Linked DNA regions of Zea mays: region 1 is linked to region 2. Evidence: chromatin contacts called from public Hi-C data. All regions are on one chromosome and are shown on one strand. Each heading gives the region's core, a stretch centred on a gene start, on an enhancer-like site or on the middle of the called end of the contact. The rest is flanking DNA. Distances are from core to core; before and after follow the strand shown.

What was found. Hi-C and Micro-C count contacts between places; a contact is called where the count stands out from the background.
Region 1: a contact with region 2 is called in a Hi-C map of leaf, with 5 times the contacts expected there. The contact joins the promoter of LOC100101547 here to the enhancer-like site in region 2. A contact is called at or near these places in 4 of 25 Hi-C or Micro-C datasets (bundle sheath, ear, leaf and 1 more).

The regions. Positions count from the first base shown.
Region 1 is chr1:216,438,287-216,444,892 of Zm-B73-REFERENCE-NAM-5.0, forward strand. LOC100101547 (omega-6 fatty acid desaturase, chloroplastic) reads left to right here and starts at 2,987. Exons shown (of 10, transcript NM_001319699.1): 1 at 2,987-3,245; 2 at 3,386-3,437; 3 at 3,808-4,037; 4 at 4,113-4,256; 5 at 4,370-4,521; 6 at 5,405-5,527; 7 at 5,616-5,793. The coding sequence starts at 3,189.
Region 2 is chr1:216,270,070-216,276,625 of Zm-B73-REFERENCE-NAM-5.0, forward strand. No RefSeq gene overlaps it. Among protein-coding and RNA genes, the nearest start is that of LOC100281073, 12 kb to the left of the region's middle. Within about 2 kb of position 4,467, at least 17 of the 20 cell types and tissues checked have an H3K27ac peak or open chromatin away from gene starts, as enhancers often do. A contact at or near this core is called in bundle sheath, ear, leaf and 1 more, where this site is marked.

The DNA of each region.
Region 1 (6,606 bases), core at 1,737-4,236, 170 kb after region 2:
TTACTGCACAATCAATTTAGTGTCAACCATATAATTTCATAAGTTAGAGCTTATCGTCCATGCGCTTTGCCACCACCACTTGCGTACACCACCGAGGGATCCACCGGTTCATGGCGCCAGTCGAAGTCAGGGCCATGGCGACGAACCATCTCCTCCCCATATGCCGCCTATACATCATTCACAACCTTACAAATGCAGGAATTTCTATACTTTGAACGTTTGTACTTTTGGGCCAAAACTCACCAGCCGATACGTGGCTGTCTGGCTGCAGAGCTGGTCAGGGTTGTTCGGGTCTGTCCTTTGTGGACCTCCTGATAGACCTCAATGTCACTAGGCTTTTGGCCACTCGTAGCTTCCTGTATAAATAAAAACATTCATAAGCAATCGTACTATTTGCTGATCGACATAGCTAGATCAAACTTACCATTCTTTTAGCTTTTCGTATCATGTCATCACCGTCAAACTTGTGGTTAGGATTGGTTCCTCGACATTGTCTGTGATGCGCTAACACTTTCTGGAAGCCTTCGGAAGCCCAATATCGACACCAAGCATAGTACGCATCAGGCACGGGCGCCATCCATGGAACCATCACCTGCACACACAATGTTATATATTATATCAATCACCAAAATCAATATAAAGAGTAAAACAAATTGAATACTAACCTCACGATATTGATCCTCAGTCAAATATATCTTTGAGGACCCTTCCTTTTTATTCAAGGGGCCTGCTTCTTCCGGATGCTTTTGAAAATACAGGTTTGTAGCCACACATGTGATATTAAATTAACTCTAATCACATGTGTTATTAAATTAATACTAATCACATGAAAGTTAACTCCCGTCGGCCATAAAAAACCGACGAAAATAAACATGTACACACATAATTAACATTCACAATCCCATGCATTAACATCTTTAACTCACGTGGGTGTCGTAGTCGCTTCGGAGATGCGGTCGGGGGCGGAGGCGGCGCTTGGGCGCGGCGGCGGCGCTCGAGGAGGCAGCGACGACGCTTTGGGAGACGTTTGGGGCGGCGACGACCCTTGTGGCGGCAGCGGCGTTTGTGGGCGTGATGGGAGGCCCGACGGCGGTGTGGGCACGACGGGGACGAGCGAGGGCGGGCACGACGGCGGTGGACGGGCGGGCGGGCGCGGCGGCGCGGACGGGCGCGGCGGGGACGACACGACGGCGGGGACGGGCGGCACGGCGGTGGCGGCGGTTTTGAGAGAGAGGAAGAAACAGAGAGATGAGCCCGTGCGGGGTGCTCCCCGCGGGTTCATAAACATTTAATTCCCGTCGGCCAGAGCGTAGGCCGACGGGAATAACCTAATCCCCGTCGGCTTTTGTCAGAGCCGACAGGAGTTATCTTATTCCCGTCGGCCTGTGTCTGGGCCGACGGGAGTTAAGTTAAGGCCCGTCGGCTGACCTGTAGCCGACGGGAGTTAACTAACTCCCGTCGGCTTTTCGTCTGGCCGACGGGAGTTAATCCGACCGACGGGAATCTTCAGGATTCCTGTAGTGAACACTAAATGAGTTCTCACAAATTAATTTAACCAAAAATAAATAAGGTCTTATTGAAAGGAATAAATAATGTGTCCGTAGCACAGAAACTGAAGAGTAGACAAATAGTACCTACAAAGTTTCAGTGTCGCATTTCTCAAAAGTTTTCTCAAAGTCATCCTCATACAACCATGAACACTTACTGAGATACAGTTCTGTATGACTGTCGCACAATACAGAAAGAAAACCATTCTCGTCTCTAATACCTATTTATATGATATAACCAACAAACCACGCATACTTTAGTGTTAAGAAATAAACAATAATTATATTTGAATAAATATCTTAATAACTATTTATATGATATAAAAATCGTAGTAAAGCATGGGTAACTAGCTAGTTAAATATTATGGACAAAAGCCTTATCTCATCAGTCCAGTGCATATGAACATCATGATCAAACATGCATGTAACAGTGAGCCCATACCACACATGACCATTCTACTTCAGGGACATGTCGAGAAATATCCAAAGGATCTAGTTATTAACCTATGTTTGTAGGGCTCTTTGAACTTAGCTAAGCAGGGAGCTAAAAGGATAAAGGCCTCAGAGCCCTTCAACCTTAGACCTTACGGAGTGTGTTGGTTGGTTCCAGAGTATGGTGGGACAGAGCTGCTTCGCTCTCAATTTGTTTGTTACCTGGATTAGTTCCATATATGATAAAGTGGCTCTAAAAAAGAAAATTATGCTTAAACGATAAATCATTCCACTTCTCAAAATCTCTCGGTGGAGCGGCTCCATCCCAACTAACTCTATAACTAAAACTATCTAAATAAACACATCAAATATTTGAATGATAATTATGAGTATTAAATATATTCTATTTATAAAACTAATTACACAAATAAAGACTAAAAGACGAGATGAGTTCACTAAACCTAATTAATCATACATTTAATACTGATATTCAAATATTTGATTTGACACTAAAATTTAGTTAGAGGAACCAAACATCTTTAAAAGGCCTCGAGATTTGACCCTAATCTCGATGGAGTGATGGCCTAGGAGACAAGTAAGAGCTTGATGGGTTTAAAAGAGATTGAAGGAGATTAACTCTTTTCTTAGTCAAAATTGAATTAGAAGAGATTTAATTTCTTTAGGGCCCGTTCATTTCTGCTGGAATAGATCAGAATTAATTCTAAATCTCTAAAATTTATAGTAATTATTGAAGTAATCAAAGCCAGATTTATTCCACCCCTACGTTCTATGCGAAACGAAGAGGCCCTTAATCTACTTTGATCCTTCGCAATCGAAGAGGCTAAAAAACATGACATGACTCACGTGTAGTTTAATAAAAGTTATTACAAATTAAAAAATACCGACGACGTCGTCAATGCTGACCTTCGGGACCCACCAACCGAACCAGGCAACGTCGCACCATCCTTTTCCTTTCCTCGCAGCAGCTGCGCGGCGCGGCGGATCCTGTCCACAAGTTCATGACCCGCCCCCCCACCCCCAGTGGCGGTGGCGGCAGACCCGCCGGGCAGCTGGACCGAGCCGATCGGTCCGGTCCCATCTCAGCGGCCCGCGGCGCCTGCCCACCCTCTCAGCCAAAAGCCCCCTGCACCCAGTCCATCCAAACCTGTGTCCGCAGCTCTCGCCAGCCAGTCGCCGCCACGAGAGGGGATGTCGACGGCGAGCGGCGTATCCGCTGGCTCCGTGCTCCAGCTGCCCTCCTTTCGGGTAGGAGGACGCTCCGCTGTCTCGCATATATGTTAATTGTTCAGAATGCGTGCTTTGGCCTCCGCGGCTCTGCAAAGCCCGATACGTGCTCGCTCTAACTCTTCCGATGCGCTTACCTGGCTTTGGTTGTTGACGTTCAGGTGCCGGCCAAGAGATTTCTGCCTCGGAGAACAGCCGCTGGTGCTCCGGCTGGTACGCTTCTGCTCGCGTAACTGTTAGGACTGGTTCGTGGGTCCTGTAGTATGGTGGACTGGATTAGTGGTTTTTTGTCAGAATGCAGGCCTTTGAGTGGTGCAGAACTGGATGCTTGTAGCCTGCTGGTTTTTATTCTCAAAATTCTATAGTCCTCGCTTATGTAAATTCTTAAAATTGTTATGTTATTTCCATCCTGACCAGGTATTGTGTTAAGACAAGAAAGATGTTAAATTTTGCAGGCTGATAAATTATACCATAGAGAACGCTAACTAGGTCATCAAAGTTTATCCTAATGTGAATTCACTATTAGCTTCGTTTTTATCTAACATATCTCACTATGCTGATATGACATTTTTGTCTTTGTCAGGTAACTTTTTTGTGAAGAGAGATATTATATATAATAGAAGCTACCACCAATTCTTACCATTGAAGCATATAGGAGGCTTGCAAGCAGCAGTACTTCCAGTTACTCCACCACTATTAGATGGTGAGGGGAAAAAGAAACAAATGGCTGAAGAGTATGGGTTCACACAAATTGGAGATGAACTACCAGATGATATTACTCTTAAAGATGTCATGGATACTTTACCTAAAGAGGTGGCAACCGTCAACACCAGTTTGCTTTTGGTGTTCCAATGTCACAAATTCTAACGTAATTTTTTCTATTGATAGGTATTTGAAATCAATGATGTGAAGGCTTGGACATCAGTTTTGATATCAGTTACTTCTTATGCGCTGGGTTTATATTTCATTGCTAAGTCTCCATGGTATCTTCTTCCCTTGGCTTGGGCTTGGACAGGCACAGCAGTGACTGGGGTTAGCTCTGTCCCTTGTTCTATAAACTCTTGTGGATTTGCCTGCACGGGCTCATGTTTTTATCTGTGTAGCACTGTAGCTTCATTCACACTCTATATCATTTTTTTGTAAAGTTTTTTGTGATAGGTCATGATTGTGCTCACAAATCATTTTCAAGGAATAAGTTGGTTGAAGATGTTGTTGGAACCTTGGCTTTCATGCCATTGATATATCCTTATGAACCGTGGAGATTTAAGCATGACCGACATCATGCCAAGACAAACATGTATGTACATAACTCCTTGTGCATCAACCTCTAATGTTTTTTAGACTCCAAAAATGCACTTCGAGGCCCAAGTAGTATTAATTTCTACTACTCTTCCAGAAGTTTTGCTTTCATGCATTGCATTGCAATGAGAATTTACCCCATTGTGCACTTATTCACACGGCATCTTCTTGTCTGTTCTAGTTTTAGTACTGTCCTTGACATGGATTTAACTTTGTTTTTCAGTTTTCAAACTTCCACTGAATATTTTATATTGCTTTCGATTCAGCTAATTCTAGGGAATGACAGCTGAGCAACATAATAGTTAAAATTTACATTTCTGATTTAGCATATGTAATACTTATACTTGCTTTCTAATATTCACTGAGCACAGATAACAGATATACTGCATGTTCTTTAATCATAGTATAACTTTATAAATTTTTTGTGCCCCATTTGGATCCTTTGAATTAAAATTCATTCTAATAATTGTAATTTAGACATAGATCAAATAAGCTAATATGATTGTATGCGGAATATATCTGTATATTATTATTGACCATATGAGGGAGATAGTTATGTCTTTATATATTGCATTTCTATGGTAAGGGGGTGAGACGACTATAGAATCAGTGTTCATCTCCTTTCTCCTACCCTATGAATTTAAGATAGGCTTATATCTGAACTTTAGAAAGTTTTGAAATGTCAAATTCCAAGGCGTATAACCTACTCCATTAAGTAGATTCCAATTTCTCCAAAATGAAAGGATCAAAACAATCACTTTGGGTATTTGTATAAACTTTCAATATAGATGAAGTCATAACCTGAAAGGCCTTGAATACTTTCAAATGCCAACCATGTCCTAATATGCATTTGGAACATTTACCATTTGTGCAATGTCCAGGTTGATAGAAGATACTGCATGGCAACCTGTTTGGCAAAAGGAAATTGAATCATCACCTTTTCTAAGGAAGGCAATTATTTTTGGCTATGGCCCTATCAGGCCATGGATGTCTATTGCTCACTGGTATTTCTTTTTCAACCAATTCTGTATTGCAGGATGAATTACTCCATGATATAGTATTTCTGCTAACTATTGATCACCTGTTGGTCAGGTTGATTTGGCACTTTGATCTAAAAAAATTCAGACCAAATGAAGTTCCAAGGGTTAAGATAAGCTTAGCATGTGTGTTTGCATTCATGGCGATTGGATGGCCCTTGATCATTCTCAAATCAGGACTAGCTGGATGGTTTAAGTTCTGGTTCATGCCATGGATGGTTTATCATTTTTGGGTAACATTTCTTATTTTCTACCATCATTGTTGAAGTGCACATGAAGGGCAGGCCTAGTGCACTGGTGGGAGCTGTCTCACCGAGTCACCAGGTCACGGATTCAAAGCAGCCTCTCCACATTTGTGGAGGAAGGCTTTCCTAGACCCCATTCATGTGGGAGCCTCTAGCACTGGATCTGCCCTGCCCATTATTGAAATGCACATAGTGTCTAAGACTCTAAGTACATGATAGTTATTATTACTATCATGCTCTTACTCTATTTAAGTGTTTATAATATTTAACATTTCTTATTTCCTGTTACATTCATCTATTGAAATCTACATGGTGTCAAAGACCATGACATTTTTTTTGTCATGTTCTGACTCCATTATACTTTTTTAATAAATTTAAGTAGATCATTTTAATTTATTAATACATGCTTAACCTCTGTAAACTACTGACCCGTGGAGTCGATCAAATCCTCTAGAAAGAGGTGTCCGTTTGCACAACCTTCCATCAAATATTTTGTGGAGGTTTAAAGACAAATGGGTATACTCTAGTAGCCATTGCATTTCCTTGTGATATTCAGATCGAAATGCTATCATCCAATATAGTATATGTACTTTATTTTTATATTATTATTAGAGCTTCTTTACTATTTTCAGAAATTAACAACAGACTGGTTCCTGCCCACATGAATTTGCCAGCAGCTCATTTCATAACATTTTGGAAACTCTTATTGAAAAGTTTATGAGAACATAAGTTGGATTCATTTAATCCCAGCGGTAAATGAGACCTTAGTACGATATCTTGCATTTAGCTGGTTTGGCAGAA
Region 2 (6,556 bases), core at 3,217-5,716:
CTTCAACATGAAGGGTTAGTCTCAACATCCAGCGAGACACGCAACAACAAGTTGCTTCATGGTTACAATTCTGCAAACTTATTGTTATTACTACCAAATGCATAGTCACTCATTAAGATTTAGACTGATATGCGCAACACTATTTTATCCATAAGGGTCCTTCAGGGGCTCATGCATACCATTCGTTTGGAGCCATTAGTTGACTTCAGATCAACAAGTAGAATGACCATCAGGGTCTAACGCTCACAAAGTCATTCACTGGTTGCATTGTGCTTGTAAGCACATAGGAAAAATGTGTGTGTTTATATTGATAGTGAAGTGCACGGCATCAGACCAATGCTGCCAAGCAAAGATTTTTATATGCAGAGATGTATAGTCCAGCTCGTTTTTATCACTGCCATGGTTTACCCAATTACTCATACTGCTCTGAAATTGGGTATCAATTTATACAACATTTTTAGGTATAATAATTTTGAGAGAGAACTTATAACAATAGTTAATTATTTTTGGTGTTGCCAGCAGGGCAAACATTTCTCCTCATATTATATACCAAATTGTTCTATATAGCATTATTTCGATCTCTTCATTGTTCAACAAAAAGAGAAGCTTTGGAATAGAACAGACAAGGCCAAGAATTCATTTTATCTGGGAAAATCATCATATAACTAGCTTTTGATGAAGCAAATGATGATAACTGCTTGGCAAGAACGAAACAATACTGGTATCCGCCTAGGATCCATCTTCAACAACAGATATTACTGCTCTCATACGAAGAAATCATCAAGGGTAGAGAGGATACAACAGGTCTCTACAAGACCTTCATATTTCCATCACAAATTATCATCACTAGCAATATTGCGATCGAGAATTGTGGCTCTTCCAACGCCAAGAACCAAGGACAAATTAATGCCTAATGTAGCTTCAAGCTCTAAGGTGATGTGGGATTCCATGGCTATTTTTGTACTCTTCTTACTTCTGGTAGATCATATATAGATTATGGTAAGCATGCCAAGGGGTGGAATAAAATGTAGTTATGCTACATAAACCCCAGATATATGTCTATTCAGAATCGACCTTTACCATTTGGTTTACAGTATATACCATATCAGTCAAAGGACTATCCCAAGTCAATTCAACGGCTATAAGTATTTAAATTCTGAGAGATGTATGCAACACAAGCATAGAGGTCCTAGATAGGCCGAGTAAAGTGGTTCAATGAGAACACATAATGTTTTTTCACACCAACGTTGTGAAAAATTCGCAAAATTACCTTTCGATGTACTCGCAACTTTGTGTTGCTAAGGTACTAGCCATTTATCTCAAAGTTCGCTTCATGCCGTTCAGCGACAAATAGCAATATGCCAACATCTGGTTGAGCAATATATGACCAAGATTCTAGCATCTATTCATCTGACAAGGTCTTATTGCTTACTAATAAAATCCCAATTTGTGATGTTTTCTGTGCCAAAAAGGCTTTCATGCATTAATATTGAATTTCTTCAGGTTACTTCGGGTAAAACTTTATGCACGAGGAGAGAGCAGAGATTTAACTTATCTGTGTTCCATTGTATTTCGATTTAATTTCCCAGATTTAATATAGTTGTTATGGCCACTTGGCGATATATATAAATATACGATGCCACACAACACAATCAAACAAAATATAAAGTGAAAACAAAATTGTTTACGAAGGTTGCACATAATGTGACTTCACGACCTTGAACAACCCACCACAATCCACGCGAGTACAAGCTCTAGCGTATCTGGCGTCAACGCGTGTGCGGCCATCAGGGCTACGATAGTATAGCAAGCCTTCGTAATAAGCGCAACAGGCACAATTATGGCTCGGTAATTGGGGAACACGATAAATCCACGCAACGTGCACAACAGGCGCAATTTTTGGCTCGCGTTAGACAGACAGTGCCTACAGGGCATGCAAAAAATACGCGACACAGCGATGACGGTCTGACTCAACGGGAGCAATCCGATTAATGGAGAGCGCGACGTAGCAATCACATAACGCAACTAAGTTCGAACGACACAAATACTGCGTCGTGTTGCCAGGGTGCAGCCAGTGCACAGCCAACGCCATAACTTGGTCGATTAATAACGTAGTCTGATCGATGTGTCTGAGTACCCACTATACAATTTAATCGCTCGACGTGAGTCCAAAAGCTCACATATCATAAATATTTAGAGCGATATGAAAAAAAACGTAGTGTGTCCTTCACATGCATTTTAATAATTTTCTACTAATTATTTACTATGAGAAATAAAAGCAGAAAAAACAGAATTAATGCATGAACATAACACATCAGATCTGATGTAAAATATGTTTATCCATATTTAAGCATATGTTTTTCTAATTAATTATTTGTGGCAGGAAATAATTATTTTAAATAGAAATCACAACATAAAATATGCTTTATTCAATTTGCTATGTGCAATTAAATTGAATAAATAATATAAAGCATGCACATATTTTAATATTGTACCAAAGTTTATTAATTCAGCAAAAAATATAGGAAAAAACTGTAAAAGAAAAATCTCACTCCCGAGATAACCGGATCAGCGAGATCCGTTGACAAGGTAGCATGCACATTTTATCTTTATTACTGTAGCTGCATGCACTTAAAGAATTTTCATTTCGTTTTTTTTTCTCATCCGCACTTCACATATGGCTGCAACATGCAAGCAGATGACTGCATGCTTATCCTTGTACTATGCGCGGGAGGAAAGAGTCAATACGAGATCTCCAAGTAACTGAACCATGGAATGGACATGCAAGCCACTTCCAAGACGGTGCATGCGCTGCATTTGACCGTGTCAAATCACTTGAATGACCACATAGCAGGATCGTGCCCTCACATCGCCTTAGAATATGGAGGAGCAAGCAGAGCCGTCACGCACGCAAGCAACGAGCAACGGATTTGCTGGCGGCTGCCGCCTGGGCTCAGGTGAGCGAGTCGCAGCTCGAGCTCTATGCCAGACCACGGTTTGCTGATCGCTTTCTCTCGCGGACGCGCAGACTCCACCGTGGCCACGAGCTGGCAAGCTTCTCCGGTACGGGTGTGACCTTAGCGCGGCGCGACTTCTGGCGCGGCGCGGCTGCAGGCTGCCGATGTGGGTGCGCCTCCAGCGTGTGCACAAACTCCAGCGCGACGCGGAGGAAACAGCAGAGAAGCATATCTGATCTCACAGAGATATAGGATGGTGGCTGTACCATGTGCCCCTACGGGGAAAACCGGAGTGGCGACCAGATTCTTCCGATGAACATTTTAAGAACAATATAGTCAATCTCATACCGCTCGATTACGTAGAGGAATCGAAACCTGTCGCGTAGGACAGTTCGGCTAGGCCGGAGGACCTGCCGGCTTGGCGAAGAGTTGATGCTGATCTGATCCCGTAGCAACGTTGAGGTAGAGCGTGCTGATAACGTATTGAGAACTACGTTACCACGGATCACCAGATCCGCTCCCTTCCCTCCCGTCAGCAGTAGAGACGCAAGAAGCTGTAGAGGACCCGTCTCCCTTCCCATAAGCACGACAGAGAAAACACACGAGACACATGATATAGGGTTGGGCCTCTGGCCTCTTTCTGATCTCTGTATTATGAGGGGGTGTACATGTTCCTTATATAGAGATGTGAGACCCCTCAGAGGCAAAAGCAGATATTTGCCCACATAACCCTAACTAGGGTTACTTAACAATTGGAAAGGTGGCGGAATTTTCTAAGTGGCGCCAGACCTATTTGGTGCACCACCGATGCGCCACCACACATATCTGGTGTCTTCTATGTCGACTAGTAGCACGCCCGGGCGGGGGCATGTGCGACCGGTGCACAAGAACAGGGCCCCCTCCCTCCAAGGGCCCCTAAAATAATAGTTAGCGATAGTTTAATCAATACAAATTTTTAGTAATGATTAGAAGGTCTAGCTAAGCCAGCTCGACAAGAATAAAACATGGTGTTTGTCGTAACAACCGAGTATCAATCTGTCATACAACTCATTTTGGCTATATGGCGAAGTGCAGCTAGCACATGCTGGCATAACATCCAAACATTAAGATCATTCGTTACCGTTATTAAACCATTTTCTACATTAATAATTCAATCACGGTTAATAAATGAGATTAATCTATACCATCTATTCTTAACAAAGAAAAAAAAATCGATACAGAACCTTGAATTATGCTAGCCCGGTCCTGACTAGTAGTTGGCGAGTGGCGACTACTGAGCCTTACGGGTATCCGATGTTCCACTAGAGACGTACATGGTACGTGAAAAAAGAAGAGACACAAAATTCGCACAAGGTACGTAAGCCCATAAGCGCCGCGGGAAGCAGGTTTGACAGCCCATGTTGCTTCTGAAATGTGGGCCGTGACCTCTCGACCTGCGGCAGCCAGCTCCATCTATTAACCCGGCCTGCCAGACTATCTGGCAAGGCAGGCCTGCAGGGGCCGTCCTGTCCTGGCCCAACTTCGGCATCGCAAGACCCAGAAGCCCACCGAAGCCTGCGCACAGGGCCATGGGAGCACTTCTGCCTGGCACAAATCCTTTTCGCGCTCGCGGATCCTCCCACGCGAAAAACGGCTCAAATGGACGCATTTTACAACCGCCGCCGAGGCGCCGATGCCACAAGCTGCCTGCCTTCTCAACCCTTTCTACAAGACACGGGGCGGTGGCGACACAACAGCAGACAACGGCAAAAATTTAAAGCTCGCTCTGTGAAAGCGATGGCGGCACACGGGCGGAATTCAGCGCCCTGTCCTCTGAAACGACGCTTTCTGAGCTTTCTTTTGTGTGTATATATAGGTTTGGTGGCTGATGGTTGCTGCTGCCTCGCCACTGTGGCCATCACGCTTTTCAGCAAAGGCGAAACAAGGAGGGACAGCAGCACTAAGCGTGCTGTCATCGTGTCACCTCACCGTACCTGCGCTGCACAAAAGCGCAAGCGCAATATATAGAGAATATTGGGTCTGTTTGGTTCGGTTTTTTTTATAACGAGCTTTTCTAAAAATTTGGCTGCGAAGAAAATTTGGGTATCGTGAAGATTACGTGTAGAATAGATAAAAGAGTTCATATGGTTTAGAATGTTGAAAGTGACGGTTTCCTATTATCGCAACAACTCACCCGATTCCGTGTTTACGTCGGTTTAAAATGGTTTTGACTAAAGTGATTTCCATAGAACCGGGTTGAAAAGATGAACATTTGAGAGTCTGCAGTAGTTTCTAGTGGACAGAAACTAAAAAAAAACTGAAACAAACAGTTTGTAAAATAACCGCAGCAATATCTCAAAAAAAATTATAATCGTACTAAGTCAAACGGTTTAAATTTTGAGAAAATTAAAATAAAAAGTTATCAATATTTTGTTAATACTAACTAAATAAGTATCATTAGAATTTATCTTCGATATTTATTTTGAAGTCATACGCATTGATAATTTTTTTTCTATAAAATTTAGTGAGCCTTAAAATACTTTGATTTTGGTCGTATCCAGAACTACATTTTCTTTGGAAATGGTATTAGTATTAATTAAGAGTAGCTGGCTGAGAGATTTGCAGCAGAAATATGACATGGTGGCATGTTGGTAGGTGCTCACTCTTCTGCACGCTAGCCAGCGTGCACTGAACAGGGTCACACGAAAGAACACGCGAGGACGGCAAAACTAACATCGCCTCACCTAGGTCGGCAAGATAAGAACTTCACCAATAGCGTACCGACATGTTAGTATGTTGCTGATAATGATAGATCACCCGTAGTTTGGATAGCACGGCCAGCTTGATCCGGGAAGTTGGTAGGATGGCGAAATTTCAGTTTCCTAATGATGCAAAAAAAAAACCCTCGTGATCTTCTTATGATTGGATCATTGGAAGCCGGATCTTATACGTGTTTTAACGTAGAACAGACTAATTGTAGCCTAAAATTTGTCCGCACAAAAAAAACTTCTCAACACCTTTAAAACACCAGTTTCTTGTGGTGTGGGTCATGCGTCATGTGCGAAAACTCGTAGGTTTGTTGCTCTCTCCCACTTCACGTTTAACAATAGGCATCAATAAGTTGATACACAATAGATGAGTCATGAGAAATCATTTAAGCTCAACATGATAGGAAGCCACACGTAACGTAACACTGTCATATAGTACCACCTCGATAGCTGAAGGGGACGATCGACCAAACGAGCTATAAAAAAAAGTCAAACTCTTTTTCAACTCATATCTTTTCCGTCCTTTTAACTAAGATAAAGTGTAATATTCTTTATCAGTTAAATAACTGATATGAGGATCATATTTTTATTTTAATAAAAATTAATTTTATAGATATCAAATATGGTAGTGTGCTGTCGCAGCATACCAACATTGTACTGGTACAACTTATAAAGTGCAAGTTGTTTAATCTAAAATTTCTCTTGCACAATAGACATCTAGCTGTTCGGACTGCTGCAGGTGCAATCCATAGAGATAAACACTGTATAAGCAGTATAAATCGGTATAGATTAAAGCTAAACAAATTGATGCAAACACATAAAAGTCTGGCATGAACATGTCGAGTGTCCAAG